2 separate regions of the Cricetulus griseus genome follow, and region 2 is linked to region 1. Evidence: chromatin contacts called from public Micro-C data. All regions are on one chromosome and are shown on one strand. Each heading gives the region's core, a stretch centred on a gene start, on an enhancer-like site or on the middle of the called end of the contact. The rest is flanking DNA. Distances are from core to core; before and after follow the strand shown.

The links. Hi-C and Micro-C count contacts between places; a contact is called where the count stands out from the background.
Region 2: a contact with region 1 is called in a Micro-C map of the CHO-K1 cell line, with 4 times the contacts expected there. The contact joins the promoter of Igf1r here to the enhancer-like site in region 1. A contact is called at or near these places in 6 of 8 Hi-C or Micro-C datasets (the CHK-Q cell line, the CHL-YN cell line, the CHO-K1 cell line and 2 more).

Annotation. Positions count from the first base shown.
Region 1 is chr3:129,084,575-129,091,253 of CriGri-PICRH-1.0, forward strand. The region is part of intron 2 of Igf1r (insulin-like growth factor 1 receptor); the gene reads right to left. Among named protein-coding and RNA genes, the nearest start is that of Pgpep1l, 120 kb to the left of the region's middle. Within about 2 kb of position 4,002, at least 6 of the 6 cell types and tissues checked have open chromatin away from gene starts, as enhancers often do. A contact at or near this core is called in the CHO-K1 cell line and fibroblasts, where this site is marked.
Region 2 is chr3:129,269,574-129,276,655 of CriGri-PICRH-1.0, forward strand. It overlaps Igf1r (insulin-like growth factor 1 receptor), which reads right to left and starts at 3,229. Exons shown (of 21, transcript XM_027408129.2): 1 at 2,665-3,229. The coding sequence starts at 2,758.

The DNA of each region.
Region 1 (6,679 bases), core at 2,752-5,251:
CCCTTTATTTTCAATTGCAATCTTAGAGTTAACACAGCAGATTGACTCAGACAAGTGTGTATGCTACAGTTTAGTATGTTCCATGCTCAGCAATGGCTCCTTCCAAGTGGCATTAGTGTTATCAACATAATAGCACAGACAGAGCTAATGCTAACACAGTTAGAAAACAAAAAAACACAAAAAAAACCCCAAACCAAACAGGCCCAGATCTATCCATTTTACATATACTATTTCACCTACCCCTCACTTGTATATTGTCTTTATAATGAGGAAGAAGAAACCAAGGTTTGGGTGGAATTAAGTGACTTGTCTAGAACATAGAGCTATACATGTATAAATGGGAAAGCAACAACAATGACGACAACAAACCAAGCTGGTTAGATTACCTGGTTGTAAGATAGCTGCTTGGGTCAGGAAAGTTACCAGGTCCTCATTCAACGAAGGGCATGATTTGTAGGCATCCTACAAATCATTGCTGAGTAAGGGTCAAGAGTCCTATAGGCTTGGTGCCACCCAGTATGCAAGGTCCATTCTAGGGTGATGGGACTGAGCAGGGTTCAGAAAAACCCACCGATTCTAACAGTGGCAGTGGTAACCACTGGACCCTGTCCATTATCCATTATTCTGTGGCCATATTCTGCAGCCATCACAAGCCCTCCATAGGGTCTGGCCTGCTTCTGCAAAATGACCAGCTAACTGCATGGACTTGAGAAGACCCAGAGGCATTACCATTCAGTGTCAATCATAGAACTTCAACCCAATAACCTTGCAATTAAAAAGAAAACAAACAAACAAACAAAACCCACCCGACTCTGCCCTCAGGTGGCTCACACTTTCCTCTATGACCCAATTCCCACAGGTTAGGGTTTCTAGAACCTTGACCACAGCTTTCACAAAATCACTATTCAAGAAACACTAACTCTTAAACTAAATTTAAATTTCTGATTATATTTATCAAAGGCTTGCCAAAGAGGGAGTGTAAAAAGGATGCCTTATCCATACAGGGAAAGGGTAAAGGAGCAGTAATCAGGCCCCCATTTACATAATTCTCAGTCATTCTCTTGGCAGACCTATACAGCTACTAACATCTCCATCTATGGATGATAAAAAGACAACACTTACAATAACTCTTCCCCCTTCCAGAGTGCCTGCTAGGTATAAACTTGAAGCCAGGCACAGTTAATCCTTACAACTCCCCAAGGAAGAGGTATTATCACTTTTGCTCCAGATTAAGAAAGAAAGGCTCTCAGGTCAAGCCCAAGTCCCAGGCACGAAAGCTATACTGAGAGGGAATGGAGAATGACAGACTGTGTGCCTGGGGCACACAGAAAACTACTACCAACTGTGGGAAAAGTCAGTCAACCATGGGATTATAGGACACATTATAAGAGGTTATCACTGTTCCATAAGCAGTGACAGGACTGGTAAGACCAAAGGTACTACTGGGACAGAACTCGGAGGGGTTAGCTGAAGATTGTTCTAGTAAATGGGTCACCCTGGCATCTGGGAGGCCATTCCAGAACTGGAGAGGAACCACAGACCCTCATCACAGGAAGCAGGAAGTTCACATGCATGGTATGTACATATGTGTTCTGGTGGGGTAGGAGACACAGGCAAAGTCGGGGTGAAATCAGGTCAAGAGAGCTCAGAGCTCAGAGCCAGGCCAGGGCCACTGTTTTGCCAGGCTTATGAAAGCCTGGAGATTAAGTCAAGATCTCACTCAACACCTGAAGACACTTCGGAGAAGAGCAGCTGACCTCATCACCCCTCTTCCCCCATCCCTGCATCCTCATCTGAAGAATCCACTAGGCACCCTGGCATTCTCTTACAAGAAAACACTATGGTTATTATTCAAACGTGACTTCCTGGTTCTTGGAAGATGTTGACATGGAAAAATTCAACAGCCTGATTTAGCCAGAAAGGAATAGGCAACACAAATACCCAGGAAAAGATGAGTTCGCTATGCCCGAGTAAGTAGGAGGGTTTGGTGAAGGAAGGGTCAGGGAACAAAGAAGGGGCAAGATCACTTGTCAGACAAGGTTCCAGGCTCAGGCACCTCTGCAATAGACCCAGGCATAATAAAAGTCACTAAGCCCTCACAGCCATGCTTAGAAATCACTGCTTTCCTTTCAGGCAGAGGACAGGGAGGCTAACAGAGGTGGCCTGGATTAGACAGCTAATAAGGGACAGGAGCTAGCGCACACATCATCACAACATACTTCATTATGGTGTCTTTCTCCCTTCAATCCCTTGTCCAGTTTGTAACTTCATAAGGTGGGGTAATGATGCCAGGAACTTTGTAGCCCTTAGGCAGAACTCTGCCCCACCTCTGGTCTTCTTAACTTGCTCTTACTACATGCTACACAGCCACATCTCCTTTCAAATCCTGACACACAACTCAATACACTTTACCCATAATGGCATGTTACATATTAATTTGATCATTTGGGGAAAGACGGCTGGAGGGGGAAAGTAAGCAAATGGATAGATAAGTGGGAGAGAAAACGAGCCAACCAACTGAGATCCAAATCAGGCTTTCCTAACTTGAAACTGTAGTGTTCCAGTCCTGCACAGGCAGGCCATGGAAGCTACTCTTGGGGATCCAACCCTGGCCAGCACAAGCAAGGCCCACATTCATTCCAGCAGCTACCTTCCCCATCCCATCCCGCCCCCCCTTCTGCCTCCATCATGGTCTTCAAGGGTCCCACTGAAACAACTTTGTAGACTGTAGGACTAGAGGAGCCAAGGTCCGGGGCCTCCTCTGCTGAGGTTCTGGTTATGTGTCTCTACAATTCCTACAACCCCAAACCTTGTAAAGCATTGTCCTTAAGGTCCTCTGGCCTCTCACCAGAACCTCCAAACCACGTTTTTCAGGTTGACAAAGCTTCCTGCTAAATATCTGCAACAAATTTCCATACATTTGTTTTCCAGGGGAAAAAAAGAAAGGGGGAAAAAACTAAGCAAGATTGGATGTCATTTGGAATAGTAGCTTCTAGAAAAGAGCGTTTTTTAACGGGATGCTACGTGCTGTGTTTTGCCATCTTGCCTGCTCTTCCTGCTCGGAGCCAGTGTAACAGAAACCTTGAGCACTGGAGCTGTTCCGCGTCACGCAAACTCCACTCCACATCTTCCAGGCAACCCTGTCGCAAATAATTCATGTCCACTACGCCCCAACCACACAGAATACAACTACATTGTGCTGCTAGAAATGGGAAACCTGATTCAGATCACAGAAGGTAGAAAAACATTTAGTTCAACACAATACTGCCTTTATGAAAAGGAGCGGAGCGTGTGGTGGGGAGGGTGGGGATGTTAAATCCCAAACCTTTAAGCGGGCATAGATTTTAAGACGAATTTTGGAAGAAAATGCAGAATCAAAATAACATTCATTGTGACTCAGACCAGCAATAACAACAACAAAAAGCCCAGCCAGTCCTATAGCTGTGTCTGTTTGGGCTGCGTGGTGCTCCTAATGGACAGCCAGCCAGCTAGTCCTCCTGGGAAATGGTGAAGCTGCTACAGCCTGACTTGCCTCGCCTGCAACAGTAAACGGAAAACAAGCCTGCATGAATCTAGCAGCTTCCTTGAGTCTATGCCTAGCATCAGGAAGAAAAGGAGAAAGCGTGAAAGAGCATCTGGAGGCAAGGGGAATGGAGTACAGGGTCCCAGGGAAACAGCACCGCCCTGAAGGATTTTTGTAAACAGCAGCCTGTAATGGCCACGGCTAGAGAAAGAAAAACAGACATGGAGGGAAACGTGTTTACAACTGCAGCAGGGGCGGGAGGTAGAGGGAGGGATTCCCCGGCTCTGCGCTCGGCCCTCACGCCAGTGGGGCCCCGGGGGTGGGCTGGGCTTGTATTCCCCACCCCAATCCCCCTCTTTCTTGGGGGGCCCATCTTGTTTATGAGGAGGTTACTCCTCCTTGGCTCTGGTGATCGCGTCCCTAATACTCCTGCTGCATCCTTGCGGGATGCCCACTTGACTGACACGTCCCCCAGCCAATCACTACCCAGGCCATTTGGAAAGGTGGAATTTCCCAACGAACCGATTGGCTGATAGGGAGGGCGGGCCCTGGTGATTGGCGTGTTATTCCGAGTAGAAAGTAGTAAACAACCTTGGTCCAGGGGCGGTGGGGAGGCCGCGCTGTGCCAGCTCCCTCTGGCAGGCAGGGCGGGGTGGGGAAGCACCCGAGACAAAAGGAACCTCCGCTGCCGCAGCAGGGAGGGAGGGAAGGGGTTGCCCCCAAAACTCAGCACCGGAGGCGTCATTTGGAGCCCCCGCGCCAGAACTGCTGACTTCCAGTGCCACATCATTTTTGTACTGTGAAGGACCGCAAAGGTTTTGCTTCCACCGTCTGCTCATCTTCATTTTAGGGCTGAAAAACTCTCCAAAGGGAATGATAACCGATTTTGGTCGCTTCTGCCCAGAAGCCACCTCCTTGTCGTGGAATGAATTTTTAGATTTATCTTTTCTGAAAGTTGCTTTAAATCACACACGAAAATCGTTGCAGTACACAATACGCCATTAATGATACGCTGGTGCGCCAGATGCCCTACTACGTCTTTTGATAACAAGTTTTAAGAGCTCTGGGCATATTCGGAGCAGCTGGGATCGAGAACATACACAAAAAGAAACAAGACATGATGGTATTGAGGCCACTTGACAAGAAATGAGAGGTTAACTTGCCTTTTCCATAGTATTTCTAGCAGTTTGGCTCCATCTCCCTTTCCCTCATTCCTGCCTCATCATCCTTACAGGACCCCAGCTGAAGGAAACCATCGGCTCCTAGTATGGGGGCTATGGGGACGTTGTTCACCCTGGTGCATGATCATCCCCAGAAGTCTACCTAAGTCGCCATCCAGAGCAAGCCCTCTCTACAGAGAACGGAACCAGGAGGCCAGACAAGAGGGCTCTCCATTTTAATACTTGCTCCATGATTCTACACTCTGCAGAGGCCATGTTGTCAGTTGTCCACACTCAAGACATCAATTAAGGGTATCTTGTAGGAGGTGACTTGATGCAAACAGGTCACCTGGCACTCTCCTTTGCTGCCCTAGTTGGTGATCTCTCTCAGCCTCGGCTATCTCCTATGGAGCCTGTCACAAGCAGCCCCAGCAAATACTCAACCGGAGTCACCTCTGCTGTACAAAGTCTCCAATGCCAGAGACATGGATTTAGATTTTCCTTGGTCCTGGCAGCCTGGCTTCAGACCCCAAACCAGTAGCTTCTTTCTTTGCAGGCATCTTCCCTCCAGACACTTTGTTCTATTCCCAGGTCCCTGCCCAGACCACACACATCCTTTTACTCAAGATTGGTTTTTATGCTTTCTAGACTTTACCCCTGCCTGCCCAGGAGAGGCCACTGTTCTCCACCGTTCTCCCTGGTCCACTCACCCCACTTCTTGCAGAAGACTGAAATTTGTTTCCATTAACACTAAGTCCCTGATAGGGCTTTTAATGCTGTTTTTTTAAGACTCTGCTTGAGGTCTGCCTACCTCATTAAGACCCTGAACTTACTGAGGGCTGGGATGGTGTTAACTTCTGATTTGGGTCTCAAGTGGAGATGGGCTCAAAATAAAGTGCCCACTGAAAACTTGCCAAACACTTGCAGGACTTCTTCCTAGCATCGCAAGTACCCCTGCCACTGTACGTCTCTCAGCGGTTCCTTACACACATGTAATTACTGTGTGTTCTCTGCCAGGTCAGCAATTTTTTGTATTCTCTACTTGGCATATTTCCACTCTGCCTAAAATCACTTCCTCTCTTGGCATACCTTTCACAAGCTCCAACCAACTATGTTGTGTACAAAGAGCAGTGCCAAGGTAGGTCTCTTTCCATTCTCACTTCTCTGGCCAGAATCTGCTAGTGTGGTTTGTTGGGAAAGTCAAGAGGTGAAAAGCAAAATTTCATGGTCACCCAAGTATCTACAGAGTCAACAAAATACCATCCCTGAGGGTGGAGCATCCCCATACTCTTGAGTTTGTATCTGTGAGGGGCCTTTGCCTGCTTTCCAATCTGAAGGCTTCCTCTGTGTCCCAGGCTTTTACTTACCCTTTCCATCTCAACTCAAACATCTCCACGTCCATGTGCTGACAACTACGCACATCACCATTTTACTTTCATCTCAACACTGAACTATCTCCTTTTCTATCTGACCATCCATTGACTTACTCACAGTCTATTGTGTCCCCCAGGTAGCAATATCTAGAGTCTCAAGAATTGTGGGGCTCCACAGCCCCTGCTTATACCCTAATAATAATATAATACACCCTAATTATAGTAACACACCAATAATATGACACTTGTCAGTATCCCTCCATTCCAAGCCTTTATTATGGTGGAAAAGGGTAAACTGTTATAAAGTTGATACTGGCAACAACAGAAGCTAGCTTTGCTTTAAGACTATAGATGCTTGTTTGTTAGTGGAATTTGTTTTGGTATAGGTAATATCACTGTGTTGTTTAAAACCAAAACAAGCCAAATATTTGAAACACACAGTGTATTATCTACTCCCCACAGTGCTGGGACAAATAACCAATGAAAGCAACCTGAAGATGGGTGGGTGTATTTTGGCTCACAGCCCATCGTGGTGAGGAAGGCATGATAGAGCTTTAGGCAGCTGCTCATCACACTGCATCCTCAGTTGGGAAGCAAAGAGAACTGAATGATACTGAAAAGCT
Region 2 (7,082 bases), core at 1,979-4,478, 180 kb after region 1:
AGATGACTAAATCCTTTTCAGGAGACTGGTCACAATAACTCTAAAATGCATGTTCATTTTCAAAACAGAACAGTCCTAGATTATCTGGCTGCCACTCATAACTCCTAAACTCCCTTGTTTAGAAGCTCTGCTCAGCCTCCAGCTATAAAGCAAACATGTCTGCAAAGCTGTCTTTTCGTCAAGAAACTTCCAAGAGTCCAAGGTTAAAGATGGAAACACCACACTGCTGCCACACTCCAAAGAATCACCAATCCCTAAGCCAGCAAGTGAACCGGCATGGCCCAAAGACCGCCTCTGCTGGGACCCAGACTTACGCCTGAATTCAGTGGGCTAGCACCTTTGAGAATAAAACTCGATGACTGTTCCTGTGTTTCATGTAAACCTTCAACTGTAAACAGGGAAGGGCAGACACCCACTTGAGTCAGGACTTCAGCAGGCCCTAACAAGGATTCTGGGTGCTTTCTAGCCATCCATCACATTTCAGGAAGCCTGAGGAAGAGCTTGGCCAATTATCACTGGATGATAAACAACACACATTAAAACACCCTTCTCCTGCCACCCTTGTTCTGGACAAAGCATATTGTTCATGAAGACCCAGCCACAACCTGTTTCAGATGCCTACATGCTGCCCCAAGATGCAAGGCCATCGCTGCTACTTTGCATTTCGTAACTTCTATTAAATAACAAAAGTAGAGAAAGTGCATAGTTCAATAGGATGCCATAGTAAAATGGACTCCTTCCTAGTGCCTTCTAAACCATATTTAGTCCTTAAAGGCTAAAAATCCTCCCTGCCCCCAAACACCATCTAAACGCCTGGGTAGAAGTGAGCCAGAAACCTTTCGCCCAATCCAGTAAGTTCAAAGTTTGGAAAACAAAGGACAGGAGAGCCCAGATCTGTGTGTCGGCCCAGTCTGCGCCTTACTCTAGGCAGTAAACAGCTATAGTTCTATAAAGATCTGCTCGTACTCCATCGCAGACATTTCTTAAAAGAAGTTCAAGGGTTTGTTTATAGAAACAGCCTTTGTTAACTACCCCAGTGGTGGGGCCGCACGCCGTGCGCAGCCTCCATCATCTCCCCCTCGCTAACTCAAGACTCCGTCATGATTTTTCGAAGTTAATAGGCACCACCTGCATACATTCTGTAACCATTACTCATCAGCACGCCCTCACCTCCCCAGCCCCAGCTCGGAGACTGCATTTAAACTTTTAATTGTGTTCAAATTACTCTATCATCTCAAAACTACCAGTATGCCACACTGTTTTTCTCGAGAACAAACCCCCTCCAAACCACCTCCCTCCTCCTGACACTGTGGAGAGTGCTCACTCCCAGACACACACACACACACACACACACACACACACACACACACACACACACACACACACACACTCACTCCTACCCAACACCACCAAAACAAAAGCTATCAGATTGCAAGCGATAGCGAGCGTGGAGCGATACTGCTTATTAAGTATGTACAAAGGAAGTGCGGGGGGCGGGGGGGGGGGGCAGTGCAACACAACTCTGGCCACAACAAAACCAAGGCCAGAGCTCCGCGCTTGCAAAACAAAACAACCACTCCTCCACTACCACACTGACGCTGCCCAAACCAACGCACACGACACCTCTCCCCCGGGCTAGGAGTCCAGGTGTCCCCTCGGGTCGTGTGGCTGTGGATGCCCCTAAACCCGCGCTGAGAACACACGTGTGTGGAAAAGCACATCGGCTCTGCTCATGGGTTGATGTCCCGACCACGTTTTACTTAGACGCTTTTAGGAAGAAGGGGTGTCCAGGGCTGGGTAGAAACTTACAGACTGCCCAAGGACCCTCAAAGTTGGGGATCCAAGCCTCGCACCCCCGAAGGAGTCTGAAGAAGGTCCCAAGCTCACGCTTCCCTAGGGAAAGCCGGGGAATAAACCCTGAACCCCAGAGCCACACCGATGAGTCCCGAGTCACGAAGCCGTGGGGGACGAGGGGACTAGACGCCCATCGTATCATGTGAGATGATGCTAAAGGCCAAAAACCCTAGGGACCTTATGGGCCAAACAAGTTGGACGACAGGAGGCCATGCCGTGATGTTTGGAAACGTTTCCTGGGGCCGCGAGGCCTCCCCACCCCGCACCTCCCCCTCAAGGACAACTTGCACCCCGCAGGGCAGGAGGCTCCCGCTCGCCGCCACGGCGCACTCAGTCTACCCCATGAGCCACCGGTGAAGCCTCCAAAGGTGCTGTCACCGTGGTGCGCTGCGCGGGATGGGCGCTGGGTGTGGAGATGCCCGCGCGCAGGGGTGAGGAGAGACGAGGGTGGCAGGGACCCTGAACCCACCCAGACACCAACTTCCCCACCAAGTGCCCACGCGCGGGAGTGTCCCTGAAGAGCCGTGGAGCAAGTGCTGCCCACCCACCAGGCCGCGCGCGGGACAGCGCTCCCGGGACAGTGAAAGAGAAAGCCCTGAGGCCCTTCCTGAGCACGGATGCGCTGAGCCAGAGTCCGTGGGGGTCCCGAGCCTTAAGCTCCCCTCCTGCCTTCAGTGAGAGCCCCACCCTCCGCTCTCGAGCTCGGGAGTCCGACAGCTGCGCCCGTGGCAACTGGGTTTTCCCAAACAGGGCGCAGCCCCTCGGAGGAAAAGTTCCCGCAGTGGCCGCGGGCGGCGGGCAAATACTCACTTTCTCCACTCGTCGGCCACAGCGAGAGCGCGGCAGAGAGAAACACGAGCCCCCACAGTGAGGTCGGGGACCCTCCTCCGGAGCCAGACTTCATTCCTTTTATTTGGGACGCAATTCCCTTCTCTCAAAAGAAAAAGAAAAAGAAAAAAGAAAAGAAAAGTCTCCAACTCAGTCCTCACTCTCCTTCAAAAACAAGAGCGCAGGCGACGATTCTCGGAAGGCGGCGTGGACGGGGAGGGTGGCGCGGGGCGGCCCCTTCAGCGCCGGCAGCAGCGGCCCACGGCGCGGCGGAGTCGGGAAGCCGGGGCGCGCCGGGGCGGGCTGTCGGCGTCGTCGGCCTCCATTTGCAAACCCAGAGATGCAGAAGAGGGGGAAAAACTGTACGGAGAGAGGAGCAAAGCCCAAATCGCCACAGGCGAGGACAAACGTCCCCAGATGCCCGGAGGGAGCAACCGGCCAAGCCTCCGCGGCGGGAGAGCGCGACGCAGTTGGCGAGACTGGTCCGAAGTCCCGGGCGCGGGCGAGGTCGGCGAGGGGCAGATATGCGGAGTGGAAATGAATGAGCGGCTCCCCCTCCTCGGGCTCCTCCTCCTCCTCTGGGCTCCGCTCGCCGCCGCCTCCTCCTCCTCCCTCAGCGCCGCCGCCGCCGCGAGCTCCTTCCCAAATCCAGGACACACACACACAAAGCGGCGGCCGTGCAGCGCTCTGAGCTCCCGCCGCCCCACGTCGGCCCCCGCCCGCCGCCGACTCCGTGCGCGGGGGCTCCGGCTCGCTGAAGGTCAAAGCCGAGCGCGCCGCGCGCCGTGGAGCTCTCGCAGGCGCGGGAGAGGCGTGGAGGGTCCGAGGAGAGGGGCCGAGGGGCTGCGAGCACCAAGCGCGCCGGGACAGGCTCGCTGGCGGCTTCCCTGTCGCTGGCCTCTCTCGAGTTCGCCCGGTGCGCTCCCTCCTCCTCGGTTCCCCCCTCCCCCGCTTTTTTTTTTTTTTCCGCTCAGCGGAGTTAATGCTGGTAAACAAGAACCTCAGCCTCACCGCGCCGCCGCCGCCACACACTGGGGGCTCTACGCGCGCGCTCTCGGGGCCGCGCACACGTGCCCGCGCGCACACTCCAAGCGTCCACAGCCGCAGTCCCGGCGCGCCGAGGGCCGGGCCCCGACTCGGCAGGCGCCAAGAGCCGGAGTTCGGGATCGCAGGGACGTGCGGAGCGGAGCGCGGGCGTGGGGAGCCGGGCTAGGGAGGCACCGCCCCCCGCGCCTCCACCCGCGCTGGCCCCCGCGCGCACACAGAGCCACGCGCGCGCCCACGCTTCCGCCCCCACCCGCACTGCGCCGGCCAGCCCTGTACGCACCCACCCCTCCCGCAGGACTCCAAAAAACAATGCCCCGGGCGCCGGTGGGACTCGGTGGCCCGGGAGGTGGCAGGGCGGGCGGACGAGCAGGCGGGCTGCGGGCGCGGTGGGCGGGGAGTGCGGCCCCGAGCTTCATTGAAAACAACAACAGCGCGGCTGGAGAGCGCGCTGGCCCGCTCTGTGAAAAAGCTTCATTGTTTCTTGCAGCTGTTGCAAAATAAATAAATAAGTGCATGCATGCAGCATTTTTTCGCAGCGTGGTGGAAAGCCCAGACGCGGCGGGAGGGGCACACCTGGGGAAAGGGGACCCCCGAAGATTGCTAAGCAGGGCACTTTCCACGCCAGGCTCGGGCGCCCGTGGCGGCGCTCCCCAGGTGTTCCGGTGCTCGCGCGCAATCGGGAAGCGGACAGGGTGCGGTCCGCGTGGCTCTACTGGGAGGAAGGCGATCCCACCGCGGGCCCCCGAGTCCTGGAAAGGGGACCCAGACCGGCGGCCCCTCGTGCCCAGGGCGCGTCTAGGCGATGGCCGCCAGAGGGCGCGGCAGCCGCCCGGGAGGGCTGGCTCGGGGAATGTCGCCTCCCTCCCTCCAGGGGAGGAAATGTGGGGGCCCCGATTCGGGGACCGACTCGGCTGGGTCTTGCTGGCCGGGCCTCCCATCCCCATGTCACTCCCGCCCTGAGGGCGCTCCACCGCATCGCGCTGTTCCGGGCTCCACCACGTGGGCAGCTGCAGAGAGGGACCGCAGCGCGCGCCGGGCTGCGGGAACCCGGAGCTGGGGGGCGTGTCCGAAGGTTTCCCAAGGAAGGAATTGCGGGCGGGTACCCCGACCCGGACGCATTCTCTGGCTCGGTTCCCAACTTAGGAACGTGTGGCATTCACCCGGGTTCGATGGCCACTGCAGAAACCCACCCGCACCTGCCTCAAGTTCCCCTCTCCTCCGTGTCCCTCTAGCTTCTTTTGATCTGTAAGTGACTAGAAACTAGCACCAGCCCAAGTCTCCTCGGTGCTTTCCTCAAATGTGCCAGAGGAGAGGTTTCCCCAAGACGAGGCTTCCCCGGGTCTGCCATCTAACGAACAAACACTGCGGAGGCCAGGTCCTCAAAGGGGGAGAAGCCAGCAATGGTTGGAGAGAAGAGTTTGAAATACGTGGACTTTTAAAAATAGTGATTGAATCACGTGTCGCCCTTATGCGGTCGGGCTTCATGACTCAGGCTAATTGATATCCACGATAAATAAAAAGATGGCTCATAAGAGTTGTGAATGTCTGGATCAAATAGAAGTGTTTTTCTCGTAAACAGTTGGACTGTCTGGTTGGTGGAGAGGACCGGTTCTGTAGCAAAGAAAGGTTTCTTTCATTACTCGAATAGTAAAAGATCTCGGCATTACACTTATGCATCCCATCTTTCATAGGGGATTTTTTATTAAATTTAGAGCTTGAAAACAAATCAAAAGCTACCGTAAAGAGAACTAAGCCCATGTTTTTCTGTATCGTCTGAATCAGTTTTTCCCTTGGAAATTGTGAGCTATATTCAGTGAATTGGCTGTATAGAAAGGACATTTAAAAAGGAAAGAAATAAAATTATACATGTAGGGCTGCTTTGTTTAGCTGAAACTTGCCTTAGTTTTTAAATATATTGTTCCAGTTTTAGATGTCCCTGAACGTTAAGCAATAAATATATTAGAACTTTAATTTACCATGCATCAATTTAAAATATAAATTCAGTCTTCTAATTTTAAAGTATTTCTGCAGAGCATTCCCTTGCATCGAATGGAGTCTTGATACTTCCAGACTGGTACTCTCAGCATATAATTCAATTGCAAAGGAATAACATTTGATTTCAGAATGTTTTGAGGCATATTTGTAGATTAAGACAGTTTAGCAGTGATTCCTAGGTTTGTGAAACACAAAACCTTTAAATGCAATATGTTTTTAATATTAGTTATGAAAATGTTTGCATATTTGTCCCTGTAAACATAAGTATATAGAACAAAAAAAATAACAATTATTTGTAGGGGAAGCCTTTAGTTGTTGTTTTTCTTTTTTTTAACCAAAAGTAATACTTGACTTGTGAATTTTTAAATGTTTTCCATATTGGAAGTCAATAAGATGACTATTTTTAGACAGAGAAGTTGAGTGCTTAATATTTAGAAGATGAAATCAATCTGACCTTGCTTTTAGGCTCTACCTTAACATTGAAAAAGATGTTGGTTTTCACTTTCTTCAGTGATTACCTTCTGACTACCCAAACAAACTTAATTCTCTCCAACCGTGGAAATAAAGTACTGTTTGCTTTATACCTCCAGGCATGGTGACTCATACATTTTGTTTTACACCATTTTCCCCAGATATCTTGCACGTTTTCCTGTTTTGAGCAGACATTGGTTTCTTGTTTTCATTTAAAAGAATTTTTTTTACTTGCTAACAGCTTTATATCTAATTATCCTGTTGAACATACCAGACTCTCCAGAGAAGTAACATGTATGCAGTGAACACAGGAGGCATAACCCAAATAAGTGACAAATGTTACAGGTAACAATGTATGTTGTCATCAGTTTCCAGAATGAAATCTAAATCCACAGGAAGGGGATGGACTACAGCCTTGGATCTCAAGGGCAAGATCTTCTGGACAGAGTGTTGAGAAATTATATTGAAGTTCCAGAAAACCACACAGCAGGGCACCATTTTGATGAAGTACTTGAATGCAAAGAAAAAACTAGAAAGTTTTTTTTTTGAGCAACAAAATTCAGTATATGGTTATATAAATAAATATATCAATTATATAAAGGATGAATGAGGTTATTTATTCCCTTGAACAGAAGAGAGGCATCCCCTGAGCACACACAAAGTTCTTTCAAATATGGAGGATTTTCAAACTTCCACTTTATGATTCTGCTTTATGACTAACACATGTTCCAAGAATTTTTACATATATTGAATACTAAAGAAAACAAAGCATGTGACAAATTTTCCAATATGAATCTTCCAGGTTTTAGTTTGTTTGTTTTGTAAGCAATTCAGAAATATTTTTAAAGAAAAACTAAAATGATGTAATTAATCTGATACTGAAGAAT